Regions from separate parts of the Sus scrofa genome. Here region 1 is linked to region 2. Evidence: chromatin contacts called from public HiChIP or PLAC-seq data. All regions are on one chromosome and are shown on one strand. The core of a region is the stretch at or near the end of the contact, and the rest is flanking DNA. Distances in the headings are between cores, read along the strand shown. Region 1 holds the start of MMD (monocyte to macrophage differentiation associated). Region 2 holds the start of LOC100739396 (cytochrome c oxidase assembly protein COX11, mitochondrial).

The links. HiChIP or PLAC-seq counts read pairs in DNA pulled down with a chosen protein or histone mark.
Region 1: an H3K27ac HiChIP or PLAC-seq map of alveolar macrophages shows a contact between it and region 2. The contact joins the promoter of MMD here to the promoter of LOC100739396 in region 2. A contact is called at or near these places in 1 of 5 promoter capture datasets (fetal liver), 1 of 47 Hi-C or Micro-C datasets (skeletal muscle) and 2 of 2 datasets of contacts at active chromatin or transcription factors (alveolar macrophages and skeletal muscle).

Annotation. Positions count from the first base shown.
Region 1 is chr12:31,722,168-31,724,867 of Sscrofa11.1, reverse strand. MMD (monocyte to macrophage differentiation associated) reads left to right here and starts at 1,329. Exons shown (of 7, transcript NM_001044595.2): 1 at 1,329-1,428. The coding sequence starts at 1,403.
Region 2 is chr12:31,276,400-31,279,139 of Sscrofa11.1, reverse strand. LOC100739396 (cytochrome c oxidase assembly protein COX11, mitochondrial) reads left to right here and starts at 1,290. Exons shown (of 4, transcript XM_003483022.4): 1 at 1,290-2,094. The coding sequence starts at 1,744. STXBP4 (syntaxin-binding protein 4) reads right to left here and starts at 2,024. Exons shown (of 19, transcript XM_021067245.1): 1 at 1,579-2,024.

The DNA of each region.
Region 1 (2,700 bases), core at 80-2,579, 450 kb before region 2:
AAAAAATTTTTAAAGAGATATAACACTTAAGGAGAGGCAATCTGGTGCACTGAAAGGAACAGAAAATTAATATTAGACAAAATACCTACAAATTCTAGTCTTGCTTTTGGCAAGTTTCTAAATCTCTGTCTCCTTATCAGTGAAATGAGTAAAGTAATGTCTATCTCTTGGAGTTCTTGGGGAAATTAATGAAATAACCATGGAAAGCACCTTCTAGGTCCTGCCAACCGGGAAAGTGTTAAAGCAAAAGAAAATAGAATTACAGGTAAAAGAGTTCTCAGCTTTCTAAAGCTCCACTGCATGCAGGGTAAACACTCCTAACAGGCTGGCCTAATGCTCCCCTGAGAGTCTGAAGTTTGGGTGTGAGAGACTGTATGGACAGGCTACATAAGGGGAGCATATCTACATTCCAGGGGTCATAAGAGAAAGCATCAAGAAATCAGCCATTCATTATCCTTTGAATGTCTTTCAACAAGCCCTCTGAGCTTAGGGTTTGCTACAAAACCCTGATTCAAATCTACTTTTTGGTTTATTTGGAAAGCCGTTAGAAAGGAAGGAAGGGAGGGAAGGAAGGAAGGGAGGGAGGAAGGAAGGAAAACATGTAAGTATCTCTTACATGTAAGGATTCCCTCGTTCTCAGTGAATCTGAGTTAGAAGATGCTCATCATATGACAGACAAGGAAAGGTTTGAAAATCTACCCTGGAACCTTGCACAACAGCCTAGGAGTAGTTGACTCTGAAGATGAACGGAGCGACAGTGAAATGAAAGATGGAGAATGAATGAATGACACACAGTCAGGACCAGAAAGCAGAGGTCCCAGTTTGCTGCTATTTTCTTTACAATTTCCTTTGAGATTCGGGCTCCACCCCCTCCCTCACAATTTCTCTTCCTCTGCCCTCTGCCTTAACTAATTTCTTGCTCCAACTAGACCCATTCTAGCAGTGCGCCGCCCTTCCCCAGCGCCCCGCCCCTCCGCCGCGAGGTCCCGCCCCTCCAATCCGGCCCCAAGGGAGTGAAAGGCAGCCTTCCCCCTGCTCCGCTCCGGACGCTGATTGGCCGCTCGGAGCGGTGACGCGCCGGCGGCCGCGGGAGCACGCAGGCGAGCGGGGAGGGCGGGGGCGGAGCTGGGCTCCGGGGCGGGGCGCGGGCGCCCGGGGGCGGAGGACCCAGGAGGCGGGAGGCGCTGGGCCGTTTAAGTGGCCTTCCTCCCGCCCCCAGCCGCCCGGTTTGGCCCCGGCTGCGTCCCGACCCCCAGCCTGGCCCACTCAGGTCCTGCCCCACCGAGCGGTCCGCCGGGCACACGGCGGTCTCCGGAGCAACACAAGCCCATGAGGGCCGCGCGCCCTGCCGCCGGCGCTGACGAGACGGAGCTCCCGGGCCCGAAGGAGGAGCAGAGGATCAATGCGGTTCCAGAATCGTTTCCAGCGGTGAGAGGGATGGCGCCTCTGTCCCGTCGCCTGTGCCGGGAGCGGGTGCCGGATCGTGCCTTCTTCCGCGTGGGTTCCGGCTCCTCACCTGGGTCCATCTCCCGTGAATCCCGCCGCTCGGCCGGGGACGGCTCCCGGGGGATTCTCGGCCCTGCTGTCCCTGGGTGATCCTCTTCCTCCGAGGACCGGGATCTCGTGCCTGCCCGGGTCCCCCCTCGCGATCTGCAGACCTCGGATTCCCTGAACCTGCCCTCCTCCCAGGGGGTCCCATTAGCCTACCCAGCCTCACTCTCCGACTCCTACTGTAGCCCCCCATCCCAAAGTCCTCCGACCCTTGCTTCGGCCTCCACCCTTTATTCCCAGCTTGGAGGGTTCCCCCGGCGCACGAAACCGGGGCCGGGTTGCTGCTGCGCCCTGCAGCGAGATTTGCCGTAGAGCGGGGGTGCTGGGCATTTTAGGGGCTTTGTCTTTGAACGGCGGTGACAGTGGAGAAACTGAGGCACGCTCCGCTGGTTTAGCCTTGCCTGGCCAAGTCCCGGCCAGCGGGTTCTCGGGCTTGGAGTCCCAGGGCATGCTATTTTGGGCACTGTGAGGGGGCAAGGTGGCGTTTGGGTAGAGACCTGCTCTTGAAGCGGCTGTGTTAGAAAGGAGGAGGAGGAACCGAGGAGGCACCACCGGAAGGCTGGCCGGCTGCTCTTTCGCTGGAGAGCCCTTGGGAACACCACCCTGGGGAGGTACCATGGCCTTAACCCGGACTCCGGGTCTCTGCCGTCTAGCAATGGATGGAGGCTGGCCATAGCTGTGAGAGGAAGCTCTAGGCTTTTTTTTTTCTCGTCATTCTTCTTCGTTTAAGTGGGTGAAAGTTCACCTCTCCCGTGTTTGTGATAACTCTCCATCCCTTTGTCTGAGTCAGGCAGCCAGCCGTCCCCGTTACCAAACCATCACCCTGAGCAGGTTAGCTTAGTGTGGAGTGACCGGAGGAATTTAAAAGACAGAAAAAGAATGCATGAAATCTCCCAGGGAGGGAATTGCTGCGTTTTTAGGCATTGGCTCTTATTTCAAGATTTTAAAGGGCACTTTTTTTTTTTTTCCTTTTCAACTCCCTAATCCCTTGATGCCCCTTCACCCATTCTGCTGATCTCATTCTTCTCCCAGCCCCAAAGGAATAAAATATGCATAGGGAGAGTTGTGGTGGACTGTGCCATCGGAAAGGTGATCACTTTGAAGACTTGGATTAACTTATAAGTATTGCTTATCACTCAGGGTGTCGAA
Region 2 (2,740 bases), core at 41-2,540:
GCTGTGGTGGCCAGCAGCTACAGCTCTGATTTGACCCCTAGCCTGGGAACTTCCATATGCTGCAGGTAAGACCCTAACAAAGGAAAAAAATAAATAAATAAAAATAAAAAGTGTGAATCAGATATCATTGTATGCTTCAAACTCTGACAGCTTATTACTTCTTTATTTTTTAAAATTATAGTTGATTTACAATGTTTCCAATGACTCTTAGAATAAAATCCAAACTCTTGGACATGGCTTAAAAGGCTGTTATTATCTGGTCCCTGTATACCTGCTCTGGCCCATTTCCTACCACTTTTCCTGCCTGCTCACAATGGTAGGAACACACTGGTCTTTTTGTTCTTCAGTGGTAACCAACTCTTGCTTGTCTGGGGCCTCTGCATGGCTTGGAATTGTCATTGTGTAGCCTGCTCCTTATCATCACTCAGGACTAGGCTCAAATGTCAAATCCTCAGAAAGACCTTCCCTTACTTTCCCTCGTTTTGTTTGTCAATTACACTGTATTGATTGTTATCTGAAATTCCCTTATTTATGTATCTGTTATTTGCTTGAAAGTCCCTTGGAGAAAGGACACACTCCATAACTGAAGTGATCTTCTTTGACTTTCCCTGTGCTGTAGCCCCAGTAGGTTGAATAATGTCTGGCCCACAAGAGAGTAGAATAAATAAGATGCTGTATCAGTCCAAGTCATTTAACTTCTGGGGACTTCAGCTTCCTCATCCATAAAGTGGGGATACTTACATCTGCTCGGCACATCTACAGCAAAGCCTACTAAATAAATGTTTACCTGTGAAAATCACTTTACATGCATATTCTTACTTACTGCCATGATTTTAAAGAGGTCATATAACTGCCCTAGGGACACAGGGTCATAGAGAGAGCCCAGGTATGAATCCACACCGGTGCAACTTCAGAATCTCAGCTCTTAACCACTATTTTACATAGTTCCTTGAAAGATGCTTCCTTCCATTACAACAAAATCAGCTGCGCGGTGCGCGCCACTCAGATCCTAGTTTGTCCTGTAGGACAACTGAAGAAAGCTATTATTTACATCCTCCATGCGCTTCTTTTCCAAGATAAACATCCCCATTTCTTTCAACCCTTCTTTACATGATCCTCATATCCGGTCACTATGCTTTTAAAACCAAGTTTGACAACGTCCCTCCCGCCCCTGAACTGGTTAATTTTCACTGGGCAATCGGTTTAGGGACATCAGAGCAGTAGAAGCCGATTCCCAAGGACTGAGGAAGTGTAGATGCGTGAGTGTTCCAGTGGTCTGTGGTTAAAACACCGGAAGCCTTCCTGGGAGAGGTGAGCCTAGAGCCCGAGTCCAGGGCAGTGAGAGCGGACCTGCAACCAGGGTACCCCCTTCAAAGGACCGCGCGCGGGACAGCAGTCTCTTGGGGCCACCAGGTCGAGACAAAGGCTGATGGAGGTTAGGAAGATCACTGACCCAAAGCCGTGGGATGATGGGCTTGCACGCGGAGGAACGCACGCCGTTTTCCTAAAAGTAAGTTAGGTAGGTACAGGAAAGAGGCAAAGTAGGAGGAACAGTCACGAAGCAAAACGCGAACTTACCCGGCGCCCGGCAACCCGGCCTCCGTAGCCCGACTACAAGCGCCACCACCAGAGGAGCCTGGTAGCCAAGGCAGCGGCAGGCTCGACCCAGAGATCGCGAGATAGAGCAGGCCTCGCGAGATCTGGCTTCTTGCCCCTGACAGGCGGGAGTTCTGTTCCGGGGCTATGGGAGGGCTCTGGCGTCTAGGATGGAGCCGCGTCGCTTTCTGCGGCTGGCCCTGGAGCCACCTTGGGGCCCCGACCAGGGCCGCGGAGAGGATAGAGCCGTATCTCGGGCACGGCAGGAGCGGCACAGGAGGTGCTGAGAGGGGACTAAGGAGGTTGGGGACATGGAGGCGTCCAAGCCTGGCAGTGCAGCCGCTCCGGCGGCCGAAGAGTACGAACCCCTTCACGCGCGAGCAGGAGGAGGATTGGCGGCGGCGGAACAAGACGGTCCTCACGTACGTGGCCGCTGCGGCCGTGGGCATGCTGGGGGCGTCCTACGCCGCCGTGCCCCTTTACCGGCTCTATTGCCAGGTAGGGCCGGCGCTGCCCGCTGGGCGGCCCATCGGGAGGGGCAGAGGTGCAGGGCAGATCCCTATACAGCGATGCTTCACCGTGTAGTGTTGGAGGGATGTCCGAGATTATCCACCAAACAGGAAACAGGCCTTAAAAAGTGACTTAGTTGCCCAAGGTCCCCAAAGAAGTTAGTGACAAAGCTACCAGTGGAACCTAAGCTCTTGGAGTGACCGTGCCTATACCCCACTGCCCAGTGAAATCTCTCAATCTCAGCTACACCATCGAAAAGGCTTGCAGCCTATACTCTGGTATTTGGCAATCTGCTTTATGCTCCTCCTGCTCACACACGTGCCAGTTTTTCAAATGTAATTTATGTTATTATATTCCTTCTGTAAACCACTATAGTTTCTGTGCAAAGGTTGACAGAATGGGAGTATGCTTGCTGCTCATACTTCACCTGGGAGTAACTTTTTATCTATCACGAGTGCGAATTAGGACTGCGAGGCGTTTCTCCCTTATTAATAGGTAACTGTAAAGTCCTTATCTTTTAGATCAGACACTCTAGTGCAGTTGTTTGCAAAATTCAGTGGGCATCAGCGTCATTATCTAGGAGGGGAACTTTAATGCAAATTGTTGGGTCCAACCCCAGAACTGTTGAACTCTG